Linked DNA regions of Mus musculus: regions 1 and 2 are each linked to region 3. A link is a contact called in public HiCAR-type and HiChIP or PLAC-seq data. All regions are on one chromosome and are shown on one strand. The core of a region is the stretch at or near the end of the contact, and the rest is flanking DNA. Distances in the headings are between cores, read along the strand shown.

The links. HiCAR-type assays count read pairs that join an accessible place to other places. HiChIP or PLAC-seq counts read pairs in DNA pulled down with a chosen protein or histone mark.
Region 1: a contact with region 3 is called in an H3K27ac HiChIP or PLAC-seq map of embryonic stem cells, with 4 times the contacts expected there. The contact joins the enhancer-like site here to the promoter of Cnr1 in region 3. A contact is called at or near these places in 6 of 39 promoter capture datasets (cranial neural crest, embryonic stem cells, frontonasal cranial neural crest and 3 more), 14 of 115 datasets of contacts at active chromatin or transcription factors (SST interneurons, differentiating embryonic stem cells, embryonic basal ganglia and 8 more) and 1 of 9 other capture datasets (embryonic stem cells).
Region 2: a contact with region 3 is called in a HiCAR-type map of astrocytes, with 4 times the contacts expected there. The contact joins the promoter of Orc3 here to the promoter of Cnr1 in region 3. A contact is called at or near these places in 1 of 484 Hi-C or Micro-C datasets (brain) and 6 of 115 datasets of contacts at active chromatin or transcription factors (astrocytes, embryonic forebrain, embryonic hindbrain and 3 more).

What each region holds. Positions count from the first base shown.
Region 1 is chr4:33,373,033-33,376,962 of GRCm38.p6, forward strand. The region is part of intron 11 of Rngtt (RNA guanylyltransferase and 5'-phosphatase); the gene reads left to right. Among named protein-coding and RNA genes, the nearest start is that of Mir8118, 63 kb to the right of the region's middle. Within about 2 kb of position 2,054, at least 7 of the 459 cell types and tissues checked have an H3K27ac peak or open chromatin away from gene starts, as enhancers often do. A contact at or near this core is called in differentiating embryonic stem cells and embryonic stem cells, where this site is marked.
Region 2 is chr4:34,612,422-34,616,657 of GRCm38.p6, forward strand. Orc3 (origin recognition complex, subunit 3) reads right to left here and starts at 2,521. Exons shown (of 20, transcript NM_015824.4): 1 at 2,444-2,521. The coding sequence starts at 2,488. It overlaps Rars2 (arginyl-tRNA synthetase 2, mitochondrial), which reads left to right and starts at 2,536. Exons shown (of 20, transcript NM_181406.4): 1 at 2,536-2,605. The coding sequence starts at 2,570.
Region 3 is chr4:33,922,167-33,925,952 of GRCm38.p6, forward strand. It overlaps Cnr1 (cannabinoid receptor 1 (brain)), which reads left to right and starts at 2,478. Exons shown (of 2, transcript NM_007726.5): 1 at 2,478-2,992.

The DNA.
Region 1 (3,930 bases), core at 804-3,303, 550 kb before region 3:
TTTGACAGCACTGCATGGCCTTTATTCTTTATTTTTATAGTCTCAAAAGTTGCCATTCTATCTGTATATCACAACTGAAGCATGCTCATAGTCATAGTCTCATAGTCATAAATATTTAAACTTTTTAGTGTTTTGATAGGGATCTGTCTTAGTTAGGGTTTGTATTCCTGCACAAACATCATGACCAAGAAGCAAGTTGGGGAGGAAAGGGTTTATTTGGCTTACACTTCCACATTGCTGTTTAACTCAAGCAGGTCAGGAAGCAGGAGCTGATGCAGAGGCCATGAAGGGATGGTCTTTACTGGCTTGTTTCCCCTGGCTTGCTCAGCCTGCTCTCTTATAGAACTAAGACTACCATCCCAGAGATGGCACCGTCCACAAGGGGACCTCCCCACTTGATCACTAATTGAGAAAATGCCTTACAGCTGGATCTCATGGAGGCATTTCCCCAACTGAAACTCCTTTCTCTGTGATAACTCCAGCTGTGTCAAGTTGACACAAAACTAGCCATACAGGATCCTTAAAATTTTACATACTATGTCCAATTTATAATTTTTTGAGTTTGTTGGGAGTTTCATACAGTGTGCATTTTGGTCATATTTAGTCCCATTCCCCAACTTCTCTCATACGTATCCCACTCTTCCTTTCTACAGTTGGGTAACTGTGATCTTTTCTATTCATTTGGAGACTCATGGATTGTGCTGCCTACCTCAGTGTCCCGAGTTAGATACTGTCTCACAGAATACTACATAGTTCTGGATTCTGCCTATTTAACAATCATAAAATTATGTTTCCTGTGGAAATTGCTTTCAGATTTTCTATCTTTCAGTTGAGATTTACCAAATTTTTATAAGTTTAAATGTAATGATGCATGCTAATAAAAAAAAAAAAAACAGTGATGATAATGGAAAACCTGTGCATGAATATAAATGTTTAACTTTAATGACATAGCTTAATTTTCATTCTTATCTAGTAATAAATCATTAATTCTTTAGAGAGGATAATGTGTTGGATTTGTGGTGAGCAAGAAAGAGAATTCTTTTCCATGATAGTTGGTTACTGGCTAGAGAAATTTAGCATCTAGACAAAGTGGATGAACTTAACTGGAGCTAGTGTTAGACTTGGGGAATGAAAGATTAATAACTTTTCAAGATTAAAACCCAAGATTCCATTTTGTGGGGATTTTTGAAAACTAAGCCTGAGTTTTAGGTAAGCACTGAGATCTCATAAAAAGTCACAGATACTGTGTTGAGTCTCTTCAGGCAGTCAGTTGAAGCTATGTGGACTGTTTGCTTGAGAAATATCTGATGTACGTAGAATAAGCCAGAATTGCAGGGTGAATGCAATTTATTCTTTTATTCTTTAAATATTCACACACTGTAGTTTGCTATTCTTTGGTGAGCTGATAATGACGATTTGTATTCCCAGAAGCGGTGGAGATCCATTTTCTACTTCACTGTAGTCTTAAGGTACTATTTAAAAAATTATTTCTAAGAGTCGCCTTTCTATGTACTGTAACTTTACAACTTCTATTTTGGTTTTCATGTTTCAAATTCGAAGCACTACCTTTTCTGCTTATGCATTTATAATGATTTGGTTTCCAAGTGATTCATAGACCTATAAAGTATCATTTCAGAGAAAATCTTCAAATATTTGGTCTATGGAAAGTTGTATGCCTTCTGTTTTTAAAGAGAAATCAAGAAGTAAAATTATGTTCAGTAAACAAATTCAAGTTCTATAAGTGAAAACTTATGAAACACTACTATGCTCTGATTAACACTTATTTGCTATGTTATGTCTTCTGTTTTGTTTTTCTTCCAGTTATCTTTGAATTTTATCTCGAGGGAAAAGAAATAGAAAATTAAAATATAACTGTCCTGCTTTTTAAAAATGATTTTATTTTATTTTATTTCGTTATTGTGATAAAATACCCTAACAAAAGCAATTTAGGGGGAAAAGTGCTGGTTTACAATCCCAGGTTACAGACTGATCTAGCAGGGAAGTCCTGGCGGCAGGAACTCAGACAGCCAGTCCCATCACATCCACAGGAAGAAAGAGAAGTGAATGCCCGTGCAAAGCCCCACCCACGCCCCACCCCTCTTTCATTCACTCTAGGCTCAGCCCAAGGATGCTGGTGCCACCTCAGTTAGCCTAATTCAGAATATCACTCAGACATGTCTAAACAGATCCTCATTGAGACATTCTTTCTAGGCGTCTAGATTGTATCTGACAGTTTAAATTTACTGTTACGGTAGCTTAGGGCAAGTCACTGCTTATACCACAGCAAAATTTCTTTGTGGGTTTTCCAACTAAGTATTTACAAAATCATTGATTTGTTGAAGTGCTTTAAAAATAACTTGAATAATTTAAGTAGAATTAAATAGAGTTAGATTGACAGGAAGAAATAGCTCATTATACCATTACATTTAAATATTGGTGTTAAAGGTGAGGGGTATGAGGTCTCTCCCTGTGCCAGGTTTAAGGAAAAATAGTGGTTATTGCCAATGATACCTTGAGACTTGACATGAAGCCCTCACTTTTCACAAGTTTCTTGGTAAATATTAAAATTGGTAGATTTAGTTTTCATTATGTAGATTTAGTGATTAATGTTGTTAGGACCAAACAAATAAATGTAAAATGGGTAATTTTTTTTAGTGGCAAGGAAACAAGATTTATAAATATGTTTGTAAGCCAAATTTAATGAGAGACAAAGAATCATTAATAAAAGCTATTTGAGAAAAATAAATAAATATTGGTGTTAAAATTAAGGTATTACTTAGGTTGAGGCATATATTATCATAGCATCCCTAATATCCATTACTTGGCTTTTAATCATTGGTAGGGAGTCAGGAAATATTTGTCTAAGAATACTGAATGAAAAATATTTTTATTTAGCTTTAAAAAATGTTATTAGTAGTATGTGTGCATGATGCATATATATGTGCATGTTTATTATATGTGTGATACATGTGTGTTTGTATGTATATTATGCTTGTGTATGTATGATTGTGTGTGTGTATGTGTGTGAGTGTATGTGTTTTTGTGTGTATGTGTGTGCATGTAGTGCTGTGCCTATGGAGGTCAGTGGTCAACTTTAAGGGGTAGATTCTTGCTTCCCAACTTTACAGGAGTTCTGGGGTTTGTTGTTTCACCCACTGAGCCATATCACCAGTCCTATTTTAGCTGTTCATCATCTAGGAAATTAAAGCTTAAAGGCTTTACATTAGGCTATCATGATGTCTCACGAGTAGGTTTCACTTACATACAGCTGTGTAAGAGAGAGGGACATGCAGTATAAAACCATAGAGACATTTTGCTTAGGAGTATAATGATAGAAATAAAATTCTAAAAATAGCTTTAAATCGTGCCTTAAATTTAAGTTATTAGAAGAATATTATCTGAACTTGAAAACATTTTTTTGTCTCCTCATTAACTCTGGTACTTGTTATGGGTACTGCCTTACTTTCAAAGACTACCCATGCTTAGTGTGCATCTTCATTCTGTTGTTTGGACCAGTCTTCTCCAGTTTGAAGTTTTGTTAGAGTGACTTTATTTTATTTAAAAAAAATCTATATAATCTTTATAGGTATACATTTATAACCTGTCTGCCTGTCTGCCTACCTACCTATTATCTATCTAGTCTAGACTGGCCCTCAATCCCTCTATAACTGAGGATGATATTGAACTTCTGATCTAGGATTTATAGGTATGGATGACCACGCCTGGTTGAATGTTGGGAGAACCAAGCCTTCTCACTTGCTGGGCAAGCACTCCACTAAGAGCCACATCAGAGACATTCTCTGCAATTTGATACTGTCACTTTGAAAACTTATTTCTGACTATTCCTACTATCAACGTTTAAAATGCAAAACCTATTGTTTCCTGGTCATAACTTGTACTTTAAGATACTGCTGAGATGTTTCAAAGAAA
Region 2 (4,236 bases), core at 1,271-3,770, 690 kb after region 3:
GAGAAGTAAAATATGACAAAAAAAAAAGATCATCTCAGACTACTGTTAAACAGCTTTGCAAAATATAAAGTAGCCACGTGGGTTACATGTTCCAAATTAAGCTGTACCTCATGGTCTTACATTTGCAACTAGTAAAGGTCTATGAATTACTTGTACGTATTTCTAACAAGTGCATGGTAGCATGACAAGCTTATTACTGCATTCTTTCCATATACACGTTACAGCCAGTTATAGAATGGATAGTAGTATAACAAATATTAGCACAAGGATATGAATATAAGCAACAAACATTAATGAACAGTAATGTGGCTAACCACCTTAACCATCAGCCAAAAAATATGACAAAAAAAACCCCCAACAATACTTGATATGTTTAAGGAGGAAAATAAATTAAAACGTTGGCAGTTCCATGAATTCTGGAAATTGTCCTTAAAGGTTCTTATTTATATAATATTTCTTTCATGATTATCAACACAGATATTTCTATTAGGGCAAAAAGAAAAGTGCTTTTCTGAAAAAACTATCATCTCCAAGTTTTATAGAAATGATGGCTTTTTGAAAAAAAAAAAAAATTCTCCTTCTCTGGAAGGGCTGGAGAAGCAGCTGTGGTAAAGCTTTTGTGTAGTGTGCACAAAGTCCACATTGTTACATTCACCACCAGAAAAGAGAACGCAATGAAGTCTTAAGCAACAAACAGGATTAGGAGTTAGGGCACTCAAAACATCTGGAACTTTGTAGCCAAGGAAAAATAAAAATAGGAATAAAGCTAAAAAAACCACAAAAGTCTTTAACTAGGAACTGGGTATGGTGGTGCACACCCTTAATCCTAGCACTTGGCAGGCTCAGGAAGGCAGGAGAGTTCAAGTTCAGCCTGATCTACATATAGAGTTGCAAACCGATAAAGGCACATCGAGAGAACATGCCTCCAAAAAATTAATTAAACCACAGTGTTTGTTCTCTTTGAAATGTAGTCTTTGGGGGTACTGCTTGTCATTGACCATTTTAATCAAAATTAAATGTCTGGTGCACCGTTACCTTTCATCACTAACACACTTCTCAAATGTCTTAACCCTCAGCCAGAACCGTACCATGTGTAAAGTGTCTCCATTTCTGTTGAACTGTGACAATTTCTTTAAGCGGCAGTTGCGTTTCTTGGACTAAAATGACTTGCCTTTATATCCTTGTCTTCCCTGCTCCATCTCCCCTCAGGAATGCCCAGTTAGAAAAAGTGTATATCTATCACCTAAACTTCACAAACTGAGGAGTCATTCGCTGCTTACCTCCAGCAACAACCTAGTGGGCTGTGCGCCAAAACCAGAGAGCATTTCAATGTCCTCCAGCGGGTTCACCCCGTAAAAACACTGAAGGGGTCTCACTCTGCCCCGTGGGCCAGAGTTCCCTTCACTGGCTCTGCTGTGTTGCTGCCTGCCTGCCTGCTTGCCTGCCTGCCTGATTCTGATGTTAACATCACCCCTAACAGACCTGTTATAAAAGAAGACAGCCCACTTCAGTGTTCCCCTGTAGCCCCAATTACGAAACCTTTCAGAAGTCTGTTATTTCAGCTTCCTTCAGGAGTGTCCTTCTGTTCTTAGAACAGGAGTCAAGTCTTACTTTACAAGGCATAGCAGCACAGACCAATAGACCTTTCTTTTCCATCTGCTGCCCTGTTTGATATTCTTGAAATATGGTTGCTAATGGTAAACTTAATTTTAAGTTATCTTAATTCCAGATGTAGCCACAGGCTCCTAGGGGGCAATACAAGCCTAGGATTTCTCCTCTTACAAACTACAATTTGACTAGCACTCCTTTGCCATCGAGTAGTCCACAACCCCTCAAAACACTCATCTGAATTACATTTTTATTCTGGTTTTTCCTAATGCTCCTCTCTCCACTCACGGGTTAAACTGCTCTTTTTACTTAATACGCTCTTTTATTTCTACATTCTAAGGCAAAGACCATCTTATTCTGCTCTCCCAAACTAATGCTTTATATTTTGCCAAGATTCTTATTTTTCAGACCTTAGCCAAACTGTCACTTTCTCCAAGAATTTCCTCGGTCTCCCAGAAACCTTGGTTCGTCCCTCCTCTCTTAGAACTTTTCTCCTTGCTAATGAGCCAATTCAAGATCAGCTGCTTATGAGTATTTCTGGGAACAGAAATCTATTTTTGCCTCCATCTGCATCTCGGTAACTTAAAGCACAGTGTGAATTTATGGAGGGGGAAGAGTGGGGGAAGCGGCAGGACGCAGCACATTCTGGGGGCAGCCGCTCTCCTAGCCTTGGCGCCATGGCCTAGTTGCCCAGAGCAAAGCTTGCCTCGAACCCGGACCTGGGCAAAGCCGCCCGAGTCCTGTTCTCCGCGGAGCCAGAGCTGATGCCCATCAAACCTCGTCGGACTTGCCAAACAGGCACCGCGAATCTGAGGCGAGCGCCACCCCCACGTACCTTAGACACGGAGGAGGTGGCCATAGTCCGCGGCCCCGTGTGCATGCGCACTCCACACTTCCGCGCGCCCTGGCGGAAGCAGAGGCGACTTCCGGCGCGGAGGCGGGGCGTGCGGGAAAGGGAGGCATGGCGTGTGGCTTTCGTAGGTCGATCGCCTGTCAGGTACAGTCCAGAGCGGCGAGCCAGCGGGAGCCAGGGCCGGAGGGTGCAGCCTAGGCCGACCCTGCCTCCTCCTTGCGCTGCGGAGTGGGAAGATCCTCGAGAGCCCTGAGTGCTCACTGTCTTCTCATTTCCCGTTCTTAATGCTTTAACCTGGGCGGACTGTCCAGAGGCCATGATTAGACCCTGTAGAAATTAATGTTCCTCCTTCGTTTATGCCCTTTATTTGCTCTCATGAATAACCTGGTAGGATATATCTCGAATAAGAAATTTTGTAGCTTACTAAACCTGTAGGCGATGCTCTCCCGAGGAAAAGCTCTAAATCCGGACTTGGAGACCATTGGATAAAATAGATGATTTAAAAGGCATGCTAAGGGCTGCGGAGATGGCTCCGCGGGTGAAGTGCCTGCTATACAAGCATCTGTGCCTGCGTTTGAATTTCCAGAACCTAGGTTGAAAAACCTGCATAGCTAAGGAAGTCTGAAACCACACTTCTGAGAGGTGGAAACAGAAACCGGTGGCTCCAGCCTCTGGTTCGGTGAGAGTCTGCCTCAAATAAGGTGGAGAAAGACACTTGACCTGTACTCCTCGCGTGTTTAGCGCAGCCTATCCTGCCTGGAGTTTGCTAGTGCTAGCACAGACTTAGGCCCGCTGTGGCTGGGTTGTTTTAGACAATTCTGAAAGATGGTGCATATACTTCTTAGGTAGTTCTGTGGGAATTAAGCTCCAGCCTACAGAGATGACTTTAATGTGTTATCTGTGTGTCTGTGTTTGTATGTTCCTTCATGAGGACAGGCCACAGGTTGCCTGTGTTTCCTCCAGTCACTGTCCACCTTTCCCCCCTCTCCCCTAAGGCAGATTTTCTCCCCGAACCTGGAGTTTACCCGTTTAGCTAGGTTGGTTAGCCAGGGAGCTGCAGGTGTAATGGCAATTCTGCTGTTAGCTGAGTTCATTGCATGGTACAAGCAAAAAACAACTGACTGTCTGGGAAAGACAAAATGCAAGAGAGAAAGAAGACAGAGGCAGAGTGAAACTGTTTTTATTAAGGCAGGCCTATCCTCCGGAATGAGGGACGGGAAATCCAGAGTTGGGGAGCCTGTGGCTGGATGAGGGTGGGGAAGGGTGCCGGTGTCTCAGGTTTTCTCCATTGGCTGTGCACGCCCCATTGGCTCACCAAAGAGATGATCGCAGGCTTTTATGCACAGCTTGCTCAATTAAGGAAGCGGCCATGCTTTAAAGACCCTTCTCTATCTTTACTCGTCCTTTCTAGCTGTTAACCACGACTCTCTGCTGACCTTTATCCCAAGAAGGCAAGGTCTGTCCTTAGACCTTGCAGGTGTTAATGCTCTTAAGCTCTTGGCAGGCTCTGTAAGCCATTAGTTAAGTTAGCCTCTGCTTTCTTTGTTCTTGTGTTTATGTGACCAGCTTTTAGTTTTACCATGGCAGGAAATTAACACCTGTCATAACCACTGTCCACACGGATCTCCGGCTCTCCACTCAGAGGGAAGAAAGGATAGCAGATGCTGCGGCCAACTTTGACTGACTGGACCAGCAACATGGGTTCACGTTTCCCCAATCTCCATAGTTCCAGTATGGATGCAGTTTCGTGGAGCAGCAGAACAAAGAGTGATATT
Region 3 (3,786 bases), core at 1,228-3,727:
TGAACTCTGAATACTGCTGGTACAATTTTCCAGATGTCAGACTCTAGGCCTCCCATTCAAGTTAACAGAAGGATAACTAGCTAAATAGTAATAGCTTCTGTAATCTCTCTCTGGTTAGATTAATACTGATAGTTTCAATCCACATACCACTTCAGCCAGTCAACCAACAGACTCCCAGCATTTAAGATAGATAGATGATAGATAGATAGATAGATAGATAGATAGATATGGTGTTAGTGTTTCATAGGATTCAGTGAAAAAGTACACCATCGATCAGAGATTTGGGATGATTTTGAGACACGAATAAGCATCAACATCTTTATAAGGAAACTGAGTTCCATCTTAGAAGAAGTAAAAGCTGGTGTTGATAAAAGACTTATGTAGAGTACCTCCCACAGGTTGCAAATGACTAAATGACTTCTTCCTCCAGATATGATATGGGCCACCAAGACGGTGGATCAATATGAGGAAGAAGGTCCTTTACATACTACCAGGGTCTGTCTGTGTTTAACACCTGAATGACGCTGAACAACAGTGCTGAGCCACCTGGGTGGCTAAATAGCACCAACACCCACACGAAAGCTTGCCCGGCTCCCTGACCTGACCACGCAGAGCAAGAACTGCCAGCTTCCTGGCTAGCAGGTAGTGCTGAGACTTCTCTAGAGTCTGGGAGGTCCCAAGAAAAGCAATGTCTGCCCCCCCCCCCCAAATGTTTGCTTCTGCTAGGAATCTGAGGTGAGGCTAAAATAGCAACTTCGACCTCTGAAAGAAAGGGGCAGACGACGACGAAGCCTCTTTCTCCTGTAAATCTTTAGAAAGAGCTGCCTTTATGCTGGAGATGTGTGGAAGGAGGCAAAGCAGAGCCTGTGCCTAGGCAGCAGGTTTAAGGCTCAAATGGTATCCCACATCCACCCAATCATCTCTCCTAAGCATTTCTCCCTCTACGATTGGTCTGTCAGATCTTTGTTTATATTTACCTACAACTTGATTGCTTCAGCTGTGGACTCTGTCTCAAAAGGCCATCTCCTCACATGGAAATGGAAACTACTCTCTCTAGTGGAAAACAGTCTCAGAGATATTCCGACAGCTAGCGCTCTGCTGGAAGCCTTTCTTCAGCTCGACCTGTAGGTAGGAAGCTTTCAGGCTTTCCTTCTCAGAGCAGTCTCTCCTCCCCGAATTCTGCAGCTTCCTCTACCCTCTATGTTGCTTCTTCCTTTAGGCTCACCCTCTGGGATCCTTGTCACCAGATTCAAAATAGGGGCCAGATACACTGAGCGTTTGGCTCTGGGTGGGGGGTAGGACGTCAGGGAGAATTGGTAAAAAGAGGCCTTGTAGGAAGCTGTTTGGGCTAGACGTCCTCGACTCTGAGCAAGGCTTAAAACGAATGCCAAGCTGCTACCTTGAGGGCCTAGGAACCTAACGTTGTGCCTACAGCTGGGCCCCTGGACCTGACTTGATGTGGCTCTGTCAGGTGGAAACCTTACGACTCGACTGGACCCAACTCTCCAGGGAGAACGAGGTCTAAAACGCAATTCAGCTGTAGCCACAACCGCCTGGTCCCCGGGGCCCGGGCGGAGAATGGCCCCCTCGGCTGAAGCTGCGGGCTGACGCTCGTGTATAGGGTTGCAATTCGCCGTGATAAATGTAAAGACCAATTAAGGTTTGATCCGTGCACACAAGAGGCAGACGGCGGAGTGGAACCAATTAACGAGCATGTCCCCTAATTCCTGCGGCGGCGGCCGGGCGCACCGCCGGTCCCCAGGCTCCCGCCCAACAAGAGCCCCCGCCCGCCGCGGATGCATCTCCCCGCGAGCAGGAGGTGCGGGGAGCGCCAGGGCTGGGGAGGGGGCGCCGGGCGCCCACAGAGCCGAGCTCGTGCGGCCACGGCTGGAGGCTGGGCGCGCCCGGGTGGTCGCGCGGGCCAGCGCGGGAGGCGCCCAGGCGACGCCGTCCGCCCCGAGGGCGGAGGGCTGGTGGCCGCGGCCAGGTAGCTGAGGACTGGAGGCGGCGCAGAGGGGAGGGTCGGGCGGAGACCTCACTTGGCCGGCCTTCCTGCCGCCCTGTTTCCGGATCCCGACCGCCCGGCGCGTGACCTCCAGTGAGGTCCTGGCAATGAGCAGCGCTGGTGATTAACGGCCCCGAGGTCGCGGGCAGTGAGGCACGCGTCCCCTTTGGCCACGCCAGGGTGGGAGGGCGCCAGGGAGCAGAGCAGGGTGAGGCCGCGGGGTCGTTGGTGGCAAAGAGTGAGGATGACACAGTGGGCGCCGAGCGCCAGGGCCGTCCCTCCTAGCCCCCGGGCCAGCGCCGCGGCGGGTACCGCGCAGCAAAGTTTGGAGCCGCGGGCGCCGCGCGCCGGTCCCTCCCCGCGCAGATCCCTTGGCGGAGTCTCTGCTGCCGCCGCTGCCAGGGCAGGACAAAGGCTCATTAACACGTGATGGGACCACGCTTCATAAATGGGACTGGAGCGAGAGCGAGCCAGAGACAGCGCGCGAGCTGAGGGAGAGGCAGGGACCTCAAGCAGGGCGCGGCGACGGGCGCTCGGGGTGGCCCAAGCGGGCGGCCCCAGGCCGGCCAGCGCGGTCAGTGGGACGCCGGGGAGAGCCGGAGAACGAAGCGGGCCTGTCCGAGCCCAGGGGAGCCAGTCCCAGGGGCCGTGGCGCACGGGTGCTAGAGGCCGGGGACGCGGGCGCGCAGACCGACTGACTTACTGACCGATCGCCGCGGGCACGCCCCGCTCCACCCCGCCCCACCGCGCCCCGCGCCGCCTCCCCTGCTCGCTCGCTGCCTCTACCTTCTCCACTTCTTTTCCGCCTCCGCCTCCTTCTGGCTCCCCTGGCGCCAGAGCCTCCCCCTGGCTCAGGCGGGAGCCTGGGCTGTCTGCAGAGCTCTCATAGAGTCTGGGGGCAAATTTCCTTGTAGCAGAGAGCCAGCCCCTTGGCTGGGCGACAGGTGCCGAGGGAGCTTCTGGCCCGTGGACCGGGGGATGCGAAGGGTAAGACCTGGCACAGTGGCGTTTGGGAATAGCTTTTCCGCCTCCCGCCCCCTCGGTACTGGCCAGTGGTCCCCTGGTGTCCTACGCGGAGTTCTTGCTCCGTGTTCCAGGAGAGCAAATCGTGCTAATATGGTGTTTACTTAGCTGTATAGTCCCAGCTTGTTACCTGTGGTCTAAGCTACTTCTGGAGGCTTCTACCATTTACAATTTACTGGATATGCACCTAGCTCTGCATACACTGATGTCTGTTTGTAGAAAATGTGTAATTGTGCATGTTTGGAAAACAGGCACTTGAGTTGATGCTTGACGTCTTTTAGCCTTATCAGAAACTAAGTCTTCCAGAGTCTCTGCACCACATGTAGAAAACGACTCAATTAAATACTAAATGTCATGTAAAGAAATCTATGTTAAATAAGGAACTTCTGATACAGAGCGATAGCTACAGCAGCCATCTCTGTTTAAGGAAAAACTAATATATATAGTATTGATACCTGTGATTGACTGTTATAGGAACATGAAACTAAGAGCTGGCACCAGACGAATGAAGTTGATGCTTTATTTTAAAAGGATGTTTCTTGGTTAAGGCTTACAAGTCACAAATGGAGCATTTCCTGAATGCAAATGTTTGCTATGATAGATGTGAGAAACTGTTGTTTGGTCATTTCAAAGTTTAAAGCAACATGCGTGTTTTTAATTGTAGTACATGGTTTATCTCTCAAAGGTTTCAAAGAGGTGAGAAAAAAATTTAATAACCTATCTATGAAAAAACCTATTTCCTATCTTTTAAATTTTTC